Linked DNA regions of Mus musculus: all the other regions are linked to region 1. Evidence: chromatin contacts called from public promoter capture Hi-C data. All regions are on one chromosome and are shown on one strand. Each heading gives the region's core, a stretch centred on a gene start, on an enhancer-like site or on the middle of the called end of the contact. The rest is flanking DNA. Distances are from core to core; before and after follow the strand shown.

Evidence for each region. Promoter capture Hi-C pulls out the DNA fragments that hold promoters and counts their contacts. Capture Hi-C pulls out chosen DNA fragments and counts their contacts.
Region 2: a promoter capture Hi-C map of pre-B cells shows a contact between it and region 1, with 8 times the contacts expected there. The contact joins the promoter of Hmx2 here to the promoter of Dhx32 in region 1. A contact is called at or near these places in 2 of 39 promoter capture datasets (liver and pre-B cells).
Region 3: a promoter capture Hi-C map of liver shows a contact between it and region 1, with 4 times the contacts expected there. The contact joins the promoter of Acadsb here to the promoter of Dhx32 in region 1. A contact is called at or near these places in 3 of 39 promoter capture datasets (the C10 cell line, liver and pre-B cells) and 2 of 9 other capture datasets (adipose tissue and liver).

Annotation. Positions count from the first base shown.
Region 1 is chr7:133,775,444-133,778,143 of GRCm38.p6, forward strand. Dhx32 (DEAH (Asp-Glu-Ala-His) box polypeptide 32) reads right to left here and starts at 1,360. Exons shown (of 12, transcript NM_133941.2): 1 at 1,159-1,360. Fank1 (fibronectin type 3 and ankyrin repeat domains 1) reads left to right here and starts at 1,448. Exons shown (of 11, transcript NM_025850.2): 1 at 1,448-1,527. The coding sequence starts at 1,515.
Region 2 is chr7:131,553,012-131,555,711 of GRCm38.p6, forward strand. It overlaps Hmx2 (H6 homeobox 2), which reads left to right and starts at 1,282. Exons shown (of 2, transcript NM_145998.4): 1 at 1,282-1,563; 2 at 2,416-2,700. The coding sequence starts at 1,296.
Region 3 is chr7:131,409,136-131,411,859 of GRCm38.p6, forward strand. It overlaps Acadsb (acyl-Coenzyme A dehydrogenase, short/branched chain), which reads left to right and starts at 1,466. Exons shown (of 11, transcript NM_025826.4): 1 at 1,466-1,652. The coding sequence starts at 1,611. Ikzf5 (IKAROS family zinc finger 5) reads right to left here and starts at 1,343. Exons shown (of 4, transcript NM_175115.4): 1 at 1,252-1,343.

The sequences.
Region 1 (2,700 bases), core at 110-2,609:
TAGGGGTTGATGGAAGGCCTTTAATGTCCAGCGCTGACCGGTAAATCAATCCTACAATTTCCTCTGTTTCTCCGCACTTCCTCATCCCTTTCTTATCTCTTCTCCATTTTTCTTCCTTCCTCTGCTTCCCCCTCTTCTCTCCTTAACCCATGACACTCTCTGAGGTGGTTTGAAAATTCTACACCATACCAGATAAAAATTCCTAGTGGGTTTTTCCCCCCTTCACACCTTTCTTAAAGGAAAACCTGGATCCTGGTCTTTGAAACCAGTATCCTACACAATTTGGCTGACTCAGTGACCCCCCTCTCCCCCCAAAAAAAATCAACAGGAAAAATGAGTATTGTAACACAAACACAAACACACACACACACACACACACACACACACACCAAACTAAACCAATTTCCAAGATCCCACAAGGGGCCCACAGCCTGAAATATGATAGGTGACAGTGGGGATGATAGACAGAGCAGGACTAGGGGAGGAACTGCCCGTAGTCTCAGTAGACAGCCTTGGCCTACTATAGAGGCAGGAGCAGCTTTCACACCCTCACCTAGGCAAACGGATTCGAACACCCCTCTCTGAAACATGTGGTGCAAAGAACGAGTCCTCCAGGAGGAGCTGAGAGCACCCATACTCGGAGTCTTAGGGTCATCCTAGCCTTGACCTGGGACAACATCCCGGTATAGGGTACCCACCCTGGAAAAGAGCTGCCACGCGCAAAGGCCGAGTCCGGACCATGACTTGGGGCAACATCCTGAAGCAATAGCCCTTCACTCTGGAGAATGGGTACTGGCAGGCAAAAGCTGGGTCCTCCAGCAGGAACAGGGTCTATCTCGACTCTCACCCGGGCATCTCCGGGTTCATCCGGACCCTGACCTGGACGGACGCCAGATGCAGGGGTAACCCTGACTCTAGCTTGGGGTTACGGCGGTGCAAAGACCGAGTCATCCGGCTGGAGCAGGGTTTGTTCTGACTCTCACTGGGGCGTCTCAGGTCATCCTAGACTTAACCCACCAGGGTCCAGAAGATCTCAGGCCGGAGCTCCGGTTCTCCTTCCGGAGCTGGGGGCGCCCTCGCCCTCAGCTGTGCCTGGTCGGGCGGGGCCGCAACAGGTGCGCGGCCTCCCTGCTTCCCCGCCGCCTGCCCTGCCGTTACCTGCAGCGGCGGCCGCCGAGGCCTCCCAGAGCCTGGGCGGGAGCTTCCCGAGCCCGGCCGACGTTCGCGTGGTCCCTAGAGGAGCTGACAGAGCGTTCCCGAGCTCGGGGCGCGGCTCTGCTGAAGCCGCCGCGCTCCCGGGTCGCGACCCCCCTGCGCCACTCCCGCCCGTGCGCTGCTCTGCGTTTCCACGTCACTTTTTGGTCCCTCCCTCTCGCCGTCCGCCGGGCCCCGCCCGCCCGCTCGCCTGCCCATCCCCGGTTGTCAGGGCAACCCGAGCGACGCCAGACGAAGACAGGCGTTAGGAGGGCGGCGCCGCCAGGGCTGGGCCCGAGGGCCCCCGGGAGCAGCTGACCATGGAGCCCCACAGTAAGCGGCGGGCTAGGGCCTGGGGTGCGAGCAGAGACCGAGCTAGCCGGGCCAGGTCTCGAACCCTCGGCTAAATGATCCACAGATTCCACAGAGCACGGCTGATGCCCTCACTAGCAATGGGCTTACGAATGGTTAATAGTGCTTCCAGTGTCTTAGTGAACCTCCATGGAGCCTGGGCCTTGAATTTATGTGTTCTTGCCTCTCTTCGATCTTATCCCTAAAGTCTGTGGTATATATAATTCATGTGCTTCCGCCCAGCATAAGATACATAACAAAAGTTTCTCATTCCTGTTTGTCTTAAATTTTCCGTTCTTTGTTATTGACTATTCGTGCGGATGCATGTGTTTGTGCACACGTGTGCAGGTGTCACACAGGTGCACATGCAAGTGTGCCACATTTGTGTGGAACCCAGAGGGGACATTCTGGTGTCTTTTCTTGCCATCCACCTTGGTTTTAAATTTTTATTTTATTTTATTTAATGTGTACAGATGTTTTGCCTGCATGTATATGTCTCTGCACCACTCATGTGCCTTGTGCCTCTACAGAGACCAGAAGAGAGAACCCAATCCCCTTGAACTATAATAAAAGCAGGCTGTGAGTAGGCTTGTGGGTGCTGGGTCCTTTGGAAGAGCAGTCAGTGTTCATGATATTTGAACCACATCTTCAGGCTCCCACCTTGGTTTTCAAGACAGGGTGTCCCACTGACCTAGAGCTCTAGTGAACTAGGCTAGGCAAACCGGCTAGCAGAACCCCAGAGGTGATCCTGTCTCCAGCTCTCTAGGGCTGAATCTACAAATCACACCACCACACTTGATATTTTATGGAGGTTCTGGGCATCAAACTTGGCTCTTTTACTTTCTGCAAGCATTGTTTGCGCGAAGTCATCTCATTAGCCCTGGTTTTTGTTTTGTTTTTAAAAATACTCTTAAGTTTGAGTTTGTCTCCTGCAGCCCAGGCTGACCTTGAGTTTAGGGCAAACTTCGTGACCTAGCCTCCTGAACCAGTGGCTCAGAATCTTCATGGCTCCACATTCTGAAAGTGCTGGGGCTACAGTGCTGTTTTTCATTTTGTTTTGATTGAAACAGAATCTCACTATCTCTCTGGCTAGCTTGGAACTCACTGTTTAAAGACCAGGCTGGCTTCAAATCCACAGGTCCACCTGCCTCTGTT
Region 2 (2,700 bases), core at 32-2,531, 2.2 Mb before region 1:
GAGTCAGGGCTTAGGGAGAGGCCACAAGAAGGAAGGAGAGAGTCAGGTTTTATAAAGCTGTACCTTGACCTCTGAAAGGAAAGCAACACTTCAAATAATTTTAGGATGGGGAAAACGAGGCGTGGAAAGTGTACATATCTTGCCCAAAGACACCCTACCTATATTTAACAGGATCCTGTCCAATTCTAAAAAGTCCCCATACCTACCTACTTCGTTTCCTTCCAGAAGCAGCGTAGCCATTTTGAGACCGCCAGTATTTACCAGCAAAATAAAGTAAATGAGTTTAGCTGCAGTGTGGGAAGGCGAGCTGTGTGGTATTCGGTCAAGGATTAGGAAATAACTATTCTGCACTCTGAGAGTTTATAGGTTTCTAGCTGACACATCATCACAACCAGAGAATGGGGGCAGGCGACACTAAGAAGTTTGCCAGGGGGCAGGGATGCTTCTACTGGGACCAGACTTGTTCAAGTTCACACAGTGCAAATGGCGTTTGCTGGAATGTGAGCCGGAACCTCGGGACATTTGGGGGCTACTCTGTTTCCAAAATCCTCTGCCCCCTTTAGTCAGCGGGGTCTTCAGGTCCAGAGCTGTAGAATTTCTTTGCTCCTGTGTCTCCCAGCGGAGAGCCACATACTGTCAATCCCCAACGCAGCGGGAGAAGACTCGTAGAGCGCTGTTAGTTCCCAAGAGGCTAGAAGGGGTTGAGGACTGGGGAGGGTGGCAGCAGCCTATGGTGTGCATCTTGGATGTGAGAGAGCCCCACCAGCTCGACCCCGGGCGCTGTTCTCGTTTCTGGAGAGGCAAGGCAAAGACCAGGAACACAGGCTGCAATCTAAGCTGCCTTCAGCCCCAGATGTTACGGGCTGGACAGAGCTGATGCGAGTGCGCGTCTAGGCTTGCTCCCGGAGCTTCCCGGTGCTGCGTGCTCGGCCCCAGCTTTTTAAAAAATTCCGGGGCCGCTCCGCGGCGCTGCGATTGGCCGCGGCCGGGTAACCTCTATGCAAATGAGGCCGCGCAGCCTCCGCGTCGCTGGAGACCGGTGGAGTTGTCAAACGAGGAAGGGACATTGGCACCGGGGCTGGGCGGGCTCACCCAGAGCCGGGCCGGCAGGGACCCGCGCACAGCGGTCCGGTGCCTGCGCGTCCTGGAGCAGAAGGGACGCCTCGCCAGCCTCGTAGCCCCCTCCCCTTGCTTTCCCTCCCGCCCCTCCCCCCGCCCGCCTGCCCGCACCACCTTCCACCCAGCCCCGCTCTAAAGGGAGTTCTTGGTTTCCTCCGATTTCTTATGAACCCAGGATGGGCAGCAAGGAAGATGTGGGGAAGGGATGTCCGGCGGCCGGTGGCGTCTCCAGCTTCACCATCCAGTCCATCCTGGGCGGGGGCCCCTCCGAGGCACCGCGGGAGCCCGCCGGGTGGCCAGCCAGGAAACGCAGCCTGTCTGTGTCCTCGGAGGAGGAGGAGCCGGAGGAAGGTTGGAAGGCTCCGGCTTGCTTCTGCCCAGATCCGCACGGCCCCAAGGAGCCAAGCCCTAAGCACCATACCCCCATCCCTTTCCCTTGCCTGGGTAAGGATCGCAGGTCGGGAGTCTGGCCCGAGTGAGCGTGAGCCGATGCGGTGTGTGATTGTCGGAGACGCGGAGCAGGGCATCCCCGGGTCACAGCCGGGCCGCTAGTGGTCCAGGCTAAGGGGAGGGGACTACGCACCCATGGTGCATTCTCGAAAAGGCCGGAAGGGCCGGCGCTGGGGAGAAGTAGAGGAATATTGGGGCGGTAAGGGGAAGACTGGGTAAGGGGAAGGAGGGTGAACCAGAGTGGGCCAGGAACTCTGCGGGCGGTACACAATGCTGGCCAAAATGGTTTCGCACGCCGGGTACTTTCTGTCCTGACTTAGTTCTGCAGGTCTGGTTTGGGTGTTCTGTCAGTCCTGCAGGCTCTATGTCTTTTCCCTCCTCTCGGCCTCTTCTCGAAGTGATTAGTACTCTAAAATGATTGACAGTGCTGAGTTTCAGAGAGGTAAAAGCTAACGGAGGACAGCCAAGGAGTTATGAATAAAATTAGCCCGACTCTCAAAGAAAACGGCCTGTAAAATGATGCTACCTTGTAGAGCTCAGTCCTCAAAGGCAAAAATCACCTTTAAAAAATGGTGTTAATGTCCCCATTCCAGACCCGGTACCACGTTTACTTTTATAAGAGTGGAAGGAGACCCTCCAGCTCGGATTATATGGAACCCTCTTCTGCTGCTTTGAAAGGCCGAGGCTCTGGACTTTGGGCGCTAGCAGGACGCAGTAGAAAAGGAAAGGGTTAGCAATAGGGGAATCAAGGATGCAGGCATCAGTCAACCTCCTTGTCCCCGGCAGAGCTGAGAGTCTTTAAGGCTCATCAACTCCATGGTCATTCTGTTTGTGCTCACTCTTCAGGTACCCCCAAGGGCAGCGGAGGCGCAGGGCCTGCGGCCTCGGAGCGCACGCCATTCCTTTCTCCTTCTCACCCGGACTTTAAGGAAGAGAAGGAGAGGCTTTTGCCGGCGGGCTCGCCTTCTCCGGGCCCGGAGCGGCCACGGGACGGCGGTGCGGAGCGCCAAACCGGAGCGGCCAAGAAGAAGACGCGCACCGTCTTCTCCCGCAGCCAAGTGTACCAGCTCGAGTCTACCTTCGACATGAAACGCTACCTGAGCAGCTCGGAGCGCGCTTGCCTCGCCTCCA
Region 3 (2,724 bases), core at 216-2,715, 2.4 Mb before region 1:
GTTAATAACATAATTTGTGTGTCATTATCATTAACTGAAAAAAAAAAAAAAAAGCAAGGGCAAGCTTGGTGGCCCACAATTACATCCTAGCCATTTGTGTTACTATCATGTTGCCACTGGTCATTTACTTTTAACAAAAAAACTTCAATGCCATTCATATATAATATGCTAATTTCAAGAGATGCCAGGCTTAATGTTGCTGAATAAGTCCAGTTGCACATAAAAGTACATTAGCTCTATCGCCAGGGAAATATATGTAACAACCACCAGGACTCAACCACGGCATATCTGAAGCCCATCTTCAGTGTCCCACAGTACAACAGTTACGGTTTCCTGGGAAACACGGGACCCTTACAGGAAAAGAACTTCAAACATCCCAGTTCCCCCGCAAGGAACTTCCAAGAAAACGTTCATCCTCAGCTGTGCTGAAGACAACATAAACTCAAGACAAAGTCTTACAAGTAGTCCAGATGTTTTAAGCAGCTGTTTTCATGCTGTGTCTTCTAAGTGTAATTTCCCTGGACCTCACAACTTCAGAAGTCTTCATGTCCGTTCTCACTCCTCTGTCCGGTTCTGACCAGCACACAAAGGAGTCATTAAAGAGGCCATGTGGTTACTGGCAGCTACCACTGACTATACTTAGGATCTACAGTTAGACAGACAGCACTTGGACGCTTAGCTGAGGAGGAGCCACATTGAGCATCCAAGAACATTCCCGACAGTCGATCGATGATGAATCGATCGGGGACAGAAATCTTGAATGAGTCGGAAGATCCTCCCCAGCCTCACCTGTTCCCAACATTGGAAAGTACAGGCAGTAGACGCCAGGTCATGAGAGAAAGAAAACTCCTTCCCAACAGCAGCCCGGGGTTAACACCCTATCCAGGATACACCGGGGTTGCTGGGGTCGACTTTGGCACCCCGAGAATGCACTACACAGGGATGCTCCCTGCGATCGCCACCTGTCAAAGCCGGAGACAGCTCCCCACCCTGAGCTCCGAGCTGCGGCCCGACGGCGCCGACTCGCTCGCGAGCCTCCGGGCGGCGCACCCAGTCACTTACGAGCCCAAGAGAGTCCCGAGTCACCACGCTGGCAGCCCACGGGGCACGCAGGACCCTCCGCTGTGGCCAAGGCGAAAGCGGTGTTAGCCGGCTAGCAATGAACCCGGCACTTTACCTTCCGCCATTCCGTCAACGTGCCCTGAGTAACCGTAGCGCCGCCGTGGAAGCTGACCGCCCCCCGTGACTCACCTCCTGACAACCGCACCGAGGAATCCCCACAGCCCTTTTCACTGCCGTCGCCGCCACCGCCACCGCCTCAGCGTTCGTCAGCGTCGCAGCTGTAGCCGCCATATTTGTTGTGTCTCCGCTCCCTTCCCGCCCGCCCCACGCCTTGCCCAAGTCTCGCGTGAGCGTGCTGCAGGGAGCAAGGAGAGAATTATGTCTCTCCTGGGGTTCCGTAGGCGGCAGTGGGCGGGGACTCAAAGGGGTGTGTGAGGGGCGGATGCTCGGAGTGGGCAGGGCCCGAGCTTGCCAGGCCGAGGGAGTCTTGCGCAAGGGTTCGTGGAAAGCCTTGCGAGCTTAACAGGGCCACCCTGCCCGAAGCGAGGATGGCGGTCTCTGCGCTCCAGCTGTGGCGTATGGGCGGGCTGGTGAGTGGGGTCGGTCGAAGCGACCGTCTCAGGAGGCCTGTGGCCACACTGATTCCTGGCGACGTCATCTTTTCCTAATGGGCTGGGGGTCTGGGAGGCTGGTGGAGGGGGCTGAGCCTGGGGCTGGGTCTCCACAGACCCTTCACCTCCGTCTGGTTTTCCTTCAGGATCCGTCCCAGCTCATGCCACATTTCCCCGGATGATGATGATGATTTTTTTGTTTTGTTTTTTGGGGTTTTTTTTGTTTTTGTTTTTGTTTTGTTTTTTTTTTTTTTCGAGACAGGGTTTCTCTGTATAGCCCTGGGTGTCCTGGAACTCACTCTGTAGAGCAGGCTGGCCTCGAACTCAGAAATCTGCCTGCCTCTGCCTCCCGAGTGCTGGGATTAAAGGCGTGCGCCACCATCACCCAACCGATAATGATGATTTTTAATGACTAAAATCTAGGCCTGCTTGTCGAGCCTATTGACACTCTCTTCCCTTCAGCAGCCCAGCTGGAAGGGACCTCTCATATTTCTGGGTCTTAACCATTCAGGGAAGGAATTTCTTAGGCTTTATCTCACTGCGGGGATCTGACCAGCTCCCTTAGATTCTGAGGAGCCCAAAAGCCCATTCTAGTCCTCTTCCTCAAACTTGGTCTGAGGCCAGCCTCTTGTCTCACCAGGATGTTTCTGGCCTCCCTTTGCTCTCTCGGATTTCCTGAGCTTGGAATTAGGACACACAGTACAGTGCAGATGACAGCATCTGTCAGAATAACAGAAGACACTCTGACCAGTCAGAGGGGGCAATGGGTTGAACCATGAGCAAACCTACGTTAGCTGGACTTGGTGCTATTTCTTCAGGTGCCTGAAAGAGACAGCTTTCCTGGAGGATGTTTCTCTACTTAGGCGATTGACGAGCCCATTTAGCTAACTTTGAAGTGAAAGGACAGTTGGGTGCCTTTGCTGTGGTTGTAGTTAGCTGGAAACCCTCCAGCTAAATAGTAATCTTAAAATTTCCTCGGGCAGATGTTAAGTCTCAAGTCTCACCCATTATTCTGGCGAGCAATCAAAATCCTGCAGTATTTATTCCCGGT